3 separate regions of the Mus musculus genome follow, and regions 2 and 3 are each linked to region 1. Evidence: chromatin contacts called from public HiChIP or PLAC-seq and promoter capture Hi-C data. All regions are on one chromosome and are shown on one strand. Each heading gives the region's core, a stretch centred on a gene start, on an enhancer-like site or on the middle of the called end of the contact. The rest is flanking DNA. Distances are from core to core; before and after follow the strand shown.

Region 1 (4,313 bases), core at 703-3,202:
GTACAAGGGTTCCAGGTTTTTATCAGCACTGATTCAACAGTATGTTTACAAGCATTTCAGTGGGATTCAGTGGTATACAGCTTTCTGACCTCTGCCATTACTTAAAGTAAAATACTAATGGCTGAGACTATTAGGGAAGGGACCATAGAAGAAAAGAGAAAGAAAAACAAGAGAAAGAAAAATAAATAAATTAATAGGATCATAGGAATAAGTTCAGCATTATTTAACAAATGATACATAAAACATGTTTGTCTGGGGGCAGGGGGGCTTTTCTGTACTCAGAAGCAGACAGTACTGCTTAGATCTGGTGTTTTGCTGAAGTGAAATTGTGTGTTCCTTAAAGGGGGAAATAACTTCAGAGGAGGAGGGACCAAAAGCCTAGAGCTGTATTCTTTTTTATATTCTCTTAAAAACAGCACTGCATGGCCCTCAAAATGAGCACCACCAGCATTTCTAGCCAGTTTAAAGAGCAAAATATAGCTGGGTGGTGGTGCACACCTGTGATTCCAGCACTAAGAAGGTAGAGAGAAGCAGGGGGATCCCTGAGTTGGTGCGGATCTGGTCTACACAGCAAGTACCAGAACAGCCAAGGATACATAGTGAAACTTTGTCTAGAAAAAAAACCCAACCAACCATAAAAAAAAGAAGAAAAGAAGAAAAGAAGAAGAAGAAGAAGAAGAAGAAGAAGAAGAAGAAGAAGAAGAAGAAGAAAGCAAAATGTAGTTTAGAAAAGAAAGTGCTATGCAATAAAATGTAATTGGTAATGTGAGAGTCAGATTTACCTACTTCGTTTCTTAAAAGGAAGGGTTGTGTCTTTATGACCAGCTGTACAGGGACTTCAGTTATTCTCAGCATAGGCTAAATATGTAGCAAAATGATTTTGAAGCTTCAAATCTCATCGAATGCCAATAGTTTTAAATTGGTAATGCTCCAAATGTCTTATACAGTTTCCTTGTGTTTGAGCCAGTCAATTCAACACACATTCTGAACACATTCCTGACAGTTGTAAAGTAGAAAGGAAATATTCTAACAACTTACAAAGTTCCTATACTCGTTGAAAACTGACTATGAATTTGCCTCCTGCTGCAATAGACGTTGCCTGGTGAGTTAGAGTTTTAGCAATGCCATATATTCAACAGCAATGATACAACATTGGTAAAAACTGGTATCAAAATGCCAAGCATCAAACTGGAAAACTCAAACTCGGTAAAATGTAAAGCTTGAGGTTCAGCCAAGCATTCCTGGGAACACAGGCAAAAACCCCAGCAATCTCCTTCTAAGAACGCGACTGAAATAAAACTCTAGCTGGCAATCTCTGAGCCTGTCAATATGGGTTGAAATTTCTAGAAAAGTTGCCCAACAAGAAGCGTGGCCCGAGCCAGGAAACATCACTAACCGCCTCCCAAAAGGACAGCAAAGACCGCACAGGATGCTGCACGGTTCTTGGACTTGGCAACACCGGGCCAGGAGGGTGTGGACCCGCCAGACAAGGTCGGTTCCGCGAAGCCAGCGCCCCAGCCCTCGGCTCACCGGGGGTTAGCCTGGGGTGCTCCCTCCCACGACCACGGCTCGCATACCGCGCAGGCGCCCCTCCACCTCCGACTCCGGAGCCTTCGGGACTGGCCGTCGCCCCTCGCCGTGCCCACAACCCCGCGCGCGAGGCCACCCAGCGCCAGCAAGGACGGCGTTCCCCTTCAGCTAGTCCGTCCGCAGCTACCCAGTTCTGTCTAGCCCAGAGCCTCCGGCCCTCGCTCCGCTCCTCCCGGGACAAAACCGCCCCGCCACGTCCGCAACATCCCCGCCCCTTCCCTAGGCCGGGCCCCCGCAGCCTTACCCCGAACCCAACAAGCACAAGCCTAGAAATAGCAACTCCGACTCCAGGCGACTGAGTGACTGATAGGCGGCAGCACGTTCACGACACTTTCACGATTGCCGTAAAGAGGGGGGACTCAGAAAAGGTTGAGGCGCGCCTCCGAGCTACTCGGGAGCGCGCCCCGGGGCTCCGCCCAGGCTCCTACAGTGGGCCTGTTCTGCACTTTGAGGCTGGAGCTGGCTGGTCGGGGACAGGAAAGAAGGTGAGTGGGAGGGGGAAAAGTGCCTGGCCTGGCGCTCGGCAGGTTTTCTACTTGGGTGCTGTGTCGAAGTGTGGTTCGCAAGCCAAGAGCGAGGGCACAACGCGAGCCCCCTTGGTCCCACGGGCGCGCGAGCCACGCGAACCTCGGTAGCTTCACCTGGTTCCGTGAACTTCGTGACACCCACGACTAGAGTCGCGAGCCAGCTCCGGGAACCCACGAATCACGGGAGATGACAACTAGGCTGAGGTCTCCGCGTCCTACTTTTTCTCTTCTTTAGTACCTCTACCACCACTTCATCCCAAGCGATGCGTCGTGCCAAGCATGGTGTCCCTTATATTTTTCTGGTGCCAGGGACAGTGAAACTCTTGTACTACAAGACTTAGGAGTGTGTGTGCAAGGGGTTGCTTTTGTTGAATCAACTAAGGAAACCTTTGCCCTAATACCCTTTGTCATCCCTGTGCCCTTATTTCTACTTGGTTGGGGCTGAGGAAGTTCAAAACTGAGACCAGTGGTGACCTTGTGTTTACACAGAGCTCTGTCTCCACCCCATGATTGTGTTTCAAAGGGAGTGGTCCCTAGTTGAAAGGAAATCACAAGTCCTGGGAATCCTAACAGCTGCTTTCCTTTGTAAAGCACTGAGACAGGAATAAGTTTTCCAGCTTTCCCAATTTTAATTTACATACCGAATGCAACATTTTTTTAATCTATCGGGGCTGCGTTATCAAATTTTAATTTATTGGCAGTGAAACTAGATGCTTTGAGATTAGCCATTGGAAAATGTTACATTTGTCAAGAGGCCATATTAGAATTTAGGAAAATAGTCCTTGTTATGCTTTGTTTGTGGCCTGATATTTCTATTCGCCTCTGAAAAAAACCTGGGGCCACCTGTTCATTCACTTGGAACATCCAGAGTTTACACTTTTGTTATTCTTTAGTTATTACCACTTAGAAGAGACAACATTAAAAAGGTTCTTTTTATTACCAGTGGCTTTTAAATGCTTATGAAAATAAAAAATGTAACTGGATTTCTGACTCATGGAGCTTCAAAGTAAGCAGAGGAGATGGGTAAGAGATGCAAAAAAATTTGTTAAATATCCTTACTGTTGTGTGAAGTTTTCTTATATATTTTTAAGTCATCTTAAAGCTTTCTTTTTTGGTTCTGGAAATTGAACTTAAGGCCTCTTGTTTGCTATGCAAACACTCTTTAAAAGGGTTCTTGAATGCTTTGACCCATAAAATAGTTAAACATTACACTCGTAATCCTGTTGGTCTGAGACTGCTCTCACGTTTCCTTTTTGGAGGGGAAGGCACTGGACAGTTGTTAGTCTTCCATGTTACTCTTCCTGTCTACTTTGGTTTCTCACTTGTCTCCGAAAGACTCTTAACAATATTTTAAGCCCTGCCTTGCTTCTAAGCAGTCAGTTTAAACAGCTAGAATCTTCAAAGCCTAAACACATACAAGTATTTAATACCTCAAAAAAATTATATGCAGCCATGTATGGGTAGTTATGACTGCAATTTATGAATTGTTATAGTATTTTATACTTATATTTCACATAGAATACTACATCCCAGAAATTTGAAATTTGCCTGAAACTCAATAATTAGAAAGTGTTAATTATGGATTTTTTTAAAAAAAGATAACATCCAGGGGTTAGGGAAATGCTGTGCCAAACAATAAGAAAATTGACTTCCTACAATTAAAACTTTTTTTAAAAATTACCGCTGATAGATCACTATTATAAAAGATCTCAAGCATTAGGTCCTTAAAGGAAACATTTTGCTCACAGTGCTGCATTCTAGTGTTCAGGCCACAGACACTGTTGGTTCATTGGCTAGTATTTGTGTGCTGCTTAAAATCATGTGTTTGAAATGATAATGTATCATCTTTGTATATAGATTTCAGGATTTGAAAAGGGAACCGGTTTGGGCAGTTGTGAAAATTGACATTTTGAGAACAGTTTCTCTCTCACCTTATGAAAAGACCACCTTAGGAAGGAACCTAACATCTGTTATCTCAGTATTTGAATAAACCTCACTGAAACAGCTATTCTTTTAGATGGCTTAAAATATGTGAGATGGCTCAGCATGTGAGATATTTACTAGCAATGCTGATGGCCTGAGTTCATTTCCTGGGACACATGTAGTGGAAAGAGAAAACTGATTCCTGGGCATGTATACACCCACCTCTAACTCCACCCCAACCCCCATTCTACCCCTACCCCTATCCTTACCTCC
Region 2 (4,087 bases), core at 992-3,491, 1.5 Mb before region 1:
CACACACTGTCTGCACACAATGCTTTTCTTCATCTAACATGACCAAAAATGACACTGAAATGGTTAGAGGAACGAATTCTCCCAGAGTTGAACATCGGAGTACACGCTGTAATCCCAACAGGAACGGGAAAGCCACCCTGGGCTACATAATCTTCAGAAACATAGCGAGACACAGTGCTCCACTCTTGATTAAATAAAACAAACCCTCCAGATCCAAAGGTATATCAAACAGGTCTTGTTTATTGTGCCAAAACATCAATGAGATTACTCTGCTTCTCCTGTTTGTCCAGGCCCTGGAAATCACTGCTCCCTGGGTCTCCTGACGTCTCCTACCTTAGTTTATTTCCCTTCTCTACTCAGGTAATGAGACACATCTTTTAGGGCTTTCCTGTTTTACTTCTAGGGTTTTTTTTTTTTTAAACCCCTGCTGCTATTTCTGGGATAATGTATCTCTCCCTCCTATGGCAATAAACTTTGTGTTTGTGGGAGAGACCCTGCATACAGTTTCTTCTTTGTGCTTCCTCTCACTACATATCTGGAAACAATCATGGAACAGATCTGCAGCCCCCTAGAGTGGCTCTGAAACCTAGGAACCTGACTACTCAAAACTAATTACCTTCAGGAAGTCTACTCAGGAAGGCTGCAGACAACAGCCACTACAATCACCCTCTCTGATTGCAACTCCGCACCTCGCCTCTATCAGCTATAAATAACCAACAGGAAAATGAACTTGAGATAAAAACTTAAAATGCTAAAAATATGGAAAAATTAATAGGTGGTACTGCTGGCCACAGATGATGACTGGAGATTCAATGACATTAATGTCAGGACAAAATCATTTGTACTTTGCAACTGCTAAAATGCCAAAGACTTTAGTAGATCTTTACAGGGACTCTACAGAGACGTGAAAATTGAATTCCCAAGGCTTTTATCTGCCCTTCTCTCTGAAACTGAAAAGTACCTTTTATTTTAATGCTTTAAATTTTGGTTGATGATGATGGTGTGCTAGACACCACCACATTACATGTATATTCGTTTCCTTTGAGGGTAAAATCCCACTATAAAAGAGGGGTGAGACAGTACTCAGAGGCCACAGGACCAGATTAATTATAAACCTAGCCAACTGAACCTGAATTTTGTTCAAATACTTCCTGTCTTTTGTTTCAACCTGCCATACACCTTCAAGGTTAACTGCAGTTTCCCTGAGCAACGGACCAGCCCACTCCAAATTGGGAGATGGGGACTCCTTCTGCAAAGGCATTTACTGACTCCTCGGCACCATTTCATTTGAAAATATGGTATTATTCAGTGACTGTCAAACAATACACACTGCATTCCTACCCACACAAGGCCAGCTCTGCTGAAAGCTAACACACCCACCTTGCTATGAAATATGCGGATGCTTCCCTACTAAGTTCTCAAGAGAAGAAACCGGGTAGAAAGCAAAATCGAAAGGCAACTCAAACCTAAAAAGCCCCTAAAAGCTGGTTTCTCCCAAAAGAAACAGAAAGGGCAAGAAAGGTACAAAGGGCGATGGGAAGAAGATAATGTATAATTTAAGCCGGGGAGCTTTCAACACTCAGAAAGAGAATACAGGATCTGGGGAGGCTGTAGGAGCAATCACAGGCTGGGGGATGGGAAGAGCTAAAAGAGGGGGAAAGGCCGCTTTGGCTGTTGGAGGTGTCTGTCTGGGTTTCGTCTTTTTTTCTCCCCCTCGCCCATCCCTCATAAGGAAAACGCTGGTTTGTGTGTGTGTGTTTAAATCTTATACAGAACCCTAGTTCTGGACCCACGCTTGCCAGCAGGGACAGATGTGGGAAAGGATGTCTGAATTCGCAGGGATCCAATATAGGGGTGGGGGCTGCAGCCTAGAAAACGGTACCCACCAGTACCACTCTGAGGCTAGGGCTGGGCAAAAGGCGACCTAGAGTGAGACAGGTCAGGAGGAGACCCCTGCTGAGGGGCGGAGGCTAGCGAGAGACAATGAACAATCGTAAAGACCCCGGAGGATGCCGCGACGCCTCCTTGGGGAATCCCGGGATCTGGAGGCGGCGGCCCCGCCCCCTAGGGGGACCATCCCTACCCCGACAGGGACTTCTGCTGAAAGCCACTCACGCTCCGGGCCAGGAGGCTCTCTCGGAGACCCGGCTCCCCCGGCACCGCAGAGCCCCGAGCCCACGCTCCGTACCTGGCCTCGGCGCTCCGGGATCCTTCCCCGCCGCCGCCTCCGCCGCCCGCTCCCCATCCCCAGCCTCCCAGGACCCGCCCCTTACCCGCCGGCGGCAGTGACAGGCAGATACCCTCGCCAATCATAGCTTTACCCTTGCGGCTCTGAAACCAATCCTCGCCGCCTGAAGGCGGGGCTTCTCCAAAGTCATCCCGGCTCCTCCTGGGGCCGCAAGATCCCTTTTGTTTGGGAGAGCCAGGCTGGGATTGAGCTGGCGTCACTTCCGGGAGGAAGTACCCTCCTCTGGTCCGCTGGAGTCTGTGCTCGCTCTGGTCTCCGCCCGGGTTCTGCAACTTTTCAGGACCCTGGGAACACCTTGTGGTGGCTTAATTGAGGGTTTATCTAAAATGTGAATAAAAGAAGTGAGTTTTAGCGTTTGTTTTCGAATTAGTATTGAAAACCTAGTAACGTGTCTTCTTTGCCCCCCCCCCCTCTCTCTCTCTCTCTCTCTCCCTCTCTCTCTCTCTCTCTCCCCCTTGGGTGTGGTGCTGGAAAGCAAGGGCGCAAGACCATCTTCTTTACCACATCACACTATGTACACAAAGGGAGACGCTGGGGTGGAAGCACCTGGTAGAGAGCATAACCCCTACCGACTTGCCTTTCAGGGCAAAGCCAAATAGCTGCAAACTTACCTGGTGTTTCCCCACACTGTGCTTGCCATTCATGTATGTGGGGGGCTATTTTATATGTTTGGGCCCCGTCATACCGTGGACCATGCATTTGTAACGAAGCCGAAACGGAACAGTAGGATGAGGGGAAATGGCTGGCCTCTTGAGCACAGGAATGCAGATCTTAGTGATAGAAACAAGACCTGGAGGGAAGAGATTGCACTCTACCATACATAGCCTGCACTTCAGCACCACAAGTGACTGAACTGTTTAAATAGCCGCATTGCTTTAAAGAACTTGTAACACGTACATATAAGAACTCAAGTATTTGAGTGCACAAGTAACATATTACGCGGAATACATTATTCCTAATTTTCACAATATTCAGCAAGAGACTATTAGGGACACACACACACACACACACACACACACAAAAAGCCCTCTGCTCATGGTTCTCAACCTGTGGGTCACGACCCCCTAGACAACCATTATAAAAATATCTACATTACAATCTAGAACAGCAAAATTACAGTTATGAAGTAGCAGCGTAATTATGTTTGAGGGAGTCACTATAACATGAGGAACTGTATTAAAGGACAGTAGCACTAGGAAGGTTGAGAACCACTGCCCTAGGCAAACAGCCCTCGAGACAGGTACAGTTTACAGTCTGGGTAAAGAGATACCCAGCCCAAGTAATCACGGTTTAGAGGAAGTCAAACAGTATTTCTTGTCCACACAGCGCTTCGTTCATCCATATACTATCTGTGTCAGTGCTGTGTGGGAAGACTGTCTTACCCTGCAATGTGGATAGCACTGTAAGAAATTAAGATGAGAAGACGAAGTCAAAGAAACCAAGAGAACCGGAGGAAGGCTATAGAGTTAAGAACTGGAAAAGAAAAATGACAAGAATAACACCAAATCTGTGCCACAGTCTGCTAACCAGCCACCAGTTTCCACCGGGGGTGGGGGGGGGTGGGGGGTGGGGGTGGGGGTGGTGGGGGGGCCTGTTGAGAGGGAAGGGTGGTGATTAGCATAGCAGCAGAGTAAAGCCAGCAACTCCATTGCAGGCTTGGAGACAGCATGCAGAGATGCTACAGTACAGCCCCCGTGCTTGTGGAACAATGACCTAGAGCACTAAGAGTTTCGCAAAGACAGCATGCTCTGTATTCAGAAAGACAGCCTTGTTGGATAGGGTGTGCACACCTGTAAATCCCATCCTGTGGGAGATGGAGGCAGAGGAGAAGCAGGAATT
Region 3 (4,050 bases), core at 1,008-3,507, 1.8 Mb before region 1:
CATGTGGATGCAGACATGCACACACATCATGCACACACGTGAAAAAGAATGAATGAATGAATGAATGAATGAATGAATGAATGAATGAATAAATAAATAAATAAATAAATAAATGGAAGGAAGGAAAGAAGGAAGGAAGGAAGAAAGGAAGGAAGGAAGGAAGGAAAGAAGGAAGGAAGGAAGGAAGGAAAGAAGGAAGGAAGGAAAGAAGGAAGGAAGGAAGGAAGGAAGGAAGGAAGGAAGGAAAGAAGGAAGGAAAGAAGGAAGGAAGGAAGGAAGGAAGGAAGGAAGGAAGGAAGGAAGGAAGGAAGACCACCTCCTCCCCCATTAGAAGTTGAAAGCTTTGCCCAAGGGCCAGGGTCATGGGTCAGGACCCAGAAGCCTGCCTGAGGCTTTCTCTTCCTCCTGTCTTCTATGAACCAAGCAAGACCTCCAACATCTGTACCAGAAGTGGGTAAGAACCAGAGGCCAAACCCGAAAAGTAGCAACAAAAAGAAGCTGAGAGAAACTAGCCACAGAAGGGGACAGGAAGAGCCCCAGGAGGCCACGGGTTAGCCTGGTCACTGTCCCCAGCAATTGACAGCACAGTTCTAGGAATACCAGGGGCCAAAAAGAAGGAAACAGCTGCTCCCTTGGAGGGGCAGTCTTCTCCTCAATTCTCATCTCCAGATGTCTCACTTACTGTTCCTGGGGTCTTCAGGCCTCTGCCTGTTCATCTGCTGGTCTCAGACTTGTTCCATCTGATGAACAATATGGCGGTTGTTCAGAATGGAGAGAGACCAGACCCCTGGAGGGGCTAAGAGGAAGCTTGGAAGAGAGTAAGAGAAAGGGAGGATGAGGAACTCCAGCTTAGGCTGTCCCAAGGCAAAGGCAGCCATTTCTGCTCTGGGAATCTGCCCTTGCTCCCCTACCCTCCTCCCTCAGACTACAGAGCAGTGGGGGCAGTGACCCTGAGACGAGTGAATAGGCTTTCTTTTTCCTAGGAGTGAAGCAGGGGTGGGAGGGTCTAAGAATCGGTGCTGTCATCTTTCTGGTCTTGGGATAGAGCTAAGGTCAGAAAAGGGGGTGGAGTCTGCCAGCTTTGTCCCAGAAGAGACCGCTGGGGAAGAAGCCCCAGGTCTCCCAGTTCTGTGTCTCCCTCCACCTCTAACCAACCCATCCTGAGCCTTGCTTCCTGGACTCTTCTGAAACTGGCTGAATTCTGCTGCTGTGTCTCAGCCCCACCTCAGAGGGCTAGCCTTGCACGGCAACAGGTCTCTGCTTCCGTGCACAGCCCACAAGAGCTTCTCCACTCTCTGCCAAAGGCCTTTCCTCATTCAGTCCCCAGTGAGAAGTCAAACTGAAGCACATTGCTGGTGATCTGAGGGAGGGCCTATCGAGGGGAATGCAGGTGGGGGTGGAAGGTGTGTGGGGCCAGTCCCCTGGGCATGGGTGTGTCCCCACACTTCTAGATGAACCTCCTTTCTCATAAGTCTTCTTTCTCAGGCTATGCCAGGAACCCTCATTTTGACCATTGCAAATGCCATTCGTTCTTTTCTTGGGGACATCCTATTTCTGGTTGAGTTCTAACCGTGTCTGATCCAACACACACATTTCTCCTAGGTATTCCAGTGCTCAGAGAACCTGGAGAAGATGGGAGACTTGGGCTCTCTGGCGTTCTATTCATTCCCTCCTGGAAAGGTACAGGAGAAGGGAGTTTCTGGGATTTGTTCGTCAGCATCCATAGTCTGCCTCAGTTTCCTTGAGCTGTTTCCCCAATCCTTAATTCAGGCTAAGATGGGGCTGGGAGAGCAGCCTCCATAGCAACAAGAGGTCAACAAGAACCTTAAATCTTGCTTTTGCTTACTTCTGTTCCCTCTAGCATTTATTCTTACTCCTGGTACCCACCTGCTTCACAGCAGTGGCCCGGGTTCAACTTTCTGGCCTGAGGTCCTCGCTGCTTCTGAGCTTGGCATCTAGACTCTCCAAATCGGGCTCTTCGAGGGAGTGGCCAGCTTAGGTGTTGTCTGGTTTTGAGCTCTGTCCGCGATAGATCGTCAAAGTTGTTGCGCCCGAGGAGAGCAGGGGCTCTGGCTAAGCTGGAGTCTCCGGCTTAGAGCACCTAGATGCTCTGGTCCAGCACCCACCAGTTCTGCGGGGCTAGGCCGGGTCCTCCCGAGCTTTCGGTCTGCAGGTTGAGGAGCGCGCAGCCGCTAGACTGGGAGTCGTTCTCGCTACTCCAGCCTTTGCGGGCACCGCCGGCTTCTTCGAAACTGTGTGGGGGTGCTCTGCGGGGAACCTGGGCACAGCTGGCCCGCAGCGGCCTCTTGTGGCGCACAGCAAGTCAGGAATAGAAGCCCACCGACTCTCTTTTCAGGGACAGTTCCTTGAGCAAAACACATCAATTATAGCAGGTCACTAAAACTTTCAGGAATGTGGCCCCTAGTCTAGTAGTTCAAGGAGGTAGGTGGTATTTTGGGATGGGGATAGGCGTTGCATCTGGGAGTAGTATTCATTTAGACCAGCAGTAGGCTGTTACTTAAATCCGAGCTCATTAAATCTTACAATTCAGTTCTTCAGACCTCGGACAGGGTTTCACACCTGTAATCCAGAATTTCGGAGACAAGGCAGGGGTTAAGTGTGAGACCCTATCTAAAACAAACAAAAAAAACAAACAAACAAGCATACATACATACAAACAACAATAAAACTCAAACCAAACCGAACAACCTTCTAAACCCAAACAAAGAAAGAAAAGCACAGCAGGGGTAGGGAGATGGGAAGGTAAGATTGCCTGAAAGTTTGAGGAAGTTTGGTCTGTATGGTTTACACAAGGTTCCAGACCTGCTAATGGCTACTTAGCCAGACCACATCTTCAAAGGAAAGAAAGAGAAAAGGAGGTGGTGTGTGTGTGTGTGTGTGTGTGTGTGTGTGTATAAAATCCAGTTCTTTGTTAGTACAATCAAGTGTTATTTAAGGTGCTTCCCAGGCACTAAAAGCAGACCACTGTATTAGAAGATTCTCAAGTTGCATAGTTTTTGGTTTTTTTTTCTTTGTTTTGTTTTGTTTGTTTGTTTGTTTGTTTTACCACAGGGGTTCCCGGCTGCCACCCGGGAAGGATAGTAAATACTTTCAACGGGCTGGAGAGATGGCTCAGCAACCACACGATGGCTCACAACCATCTGTACAGCTGCAGTGTACACATATACATAAAATAAATAAATAAATATTTAAAAAAATATACTTCCAGCACAGAAGTGCTGCCCTCCTGCGTGGGAGGACCAAGGGTAGTACCGGGGTGGAGAACCAGGCTGCAAGGTTTCACCAGGCATGAATGGCCCTGTGGATAATGGGTGTGACTCTCACCTTGGAAACCAAATCTGAGGTTTCTAGTATCTTCATCAGAAAGACAGTCAATAGTCCCAACAACAAAAATACGACAGGTTCATGTTTTGGGCTCATTAAACACTTGAGGGTAGAAGTGTGCTGTGACTCTGCCTCTTCCCAGCAGAGGTGTATGTACCTGTTAGAGTAAGGAAGGTTTGGGAACGTAATAGTGTGGGGGAAACAAAGAAGGACCCTGCTTCTGGATCCTGAGCATACAGCCCGGGACGGGGCGCTCCCTCTCTCTGGATCTCTCTTTCCAGGGTGCTGAGAATTGAATTCAGGTTATCAGGCTTGGCACTTTTGCCTGCTAAGCCATTCCCCCTACCTCTTTAAGACCAAGTCTCATTATGTAGCCTTGGCTAGTCTGGAATTTACTATGTACTCAGGCTAGCCACCAACTTGTGCTCATCCTGTCTCTACCTCTGCCTCCTAAGATTATAGATGTGTGCCACCATGTTTGTTCTGAGAATGCCCTCTTCCCGCCCCACCCCCTTCTCCTCTGTAATGGAGGAGTGTCATTCAGCTCCCAGCAGGGTAAGCATCTCACCAACTTTTCCTGCCTTCTTCCTCCTTGCTCTCACTGTACTGCCTCAGGGAGAGGGCCGGGAATGACTGAAGAGGTCTGATGGTCTAGGAATAGGAGAGGGGTTCAGATGCACGAGAGCCCTAGAGTTTGGTTATAGA

Evidence for each region. Promoter capture Hi-C pulls out the DNA fragments that hold promoters and counts their contacts. HiChIP or PLAC-seq counts read pairs in DNA pulled down with a chosen protein or histone mark.
Region 2: an H3K27ac HiChIP or PLAC-seq map of bone marrow-derived dendritic cells shows a contact between it and region 1, with 11 times the contacts expected there. The contact joins the promoter of Cttnbp2nl here to the promoter of Dram2 in region 1.
Region 3: a promoter capture Hi-C map of pre-B cells shows a contact between it and region 1, with 2.6 times the contacts expected there. The contact joins the promoter of Tafa3 here to the promoter of Dram2 in region 1. A contact is called at or near these places in 1 of 39 promoter capture datasets (pre-B cells) and 1 of 9 other capture datasets (liver).

What each region holds. Positions count from the first base shown.
Region 1 is chr3:106,545,846-106,550,158 of GRCm38.p6, forward strand. Dram2 (DNA-damage regulated autophagy modulator 2) reads left to right here and starts at 1,953. Exons shown (of 9, transcript NM_026013.3): 1 at 1,953-2,075. Cept1 (choline/ethanolaminephosphotransferase 1) reads right to left here and starts at 1,957. Exons shown (of 9, transcript NM_133869.4): 1 at 1,835-1,957.
Region 2 is chr3:105,050,712-105,054,798 of GRCm38.p6, forward strand. It overlaps Cttnbp2nl (CTTNBP2 N-terminal like), which reads right to left and starts at 2,242. Exons shown (of 6, transcript NM_001163332.1): 1 at 2,189-2,242.
Region 3 is chr3:104,775,290-104,779,339 of GRCm38.p6, forward strand. It overlaps Tafa3 (TAFA chemokine like family member 3), which reads right to left and starts at 2,258. Exons shown (of 7, transcript NM_183224.3): 1 at 1,888-2,258; 2 at 683-807.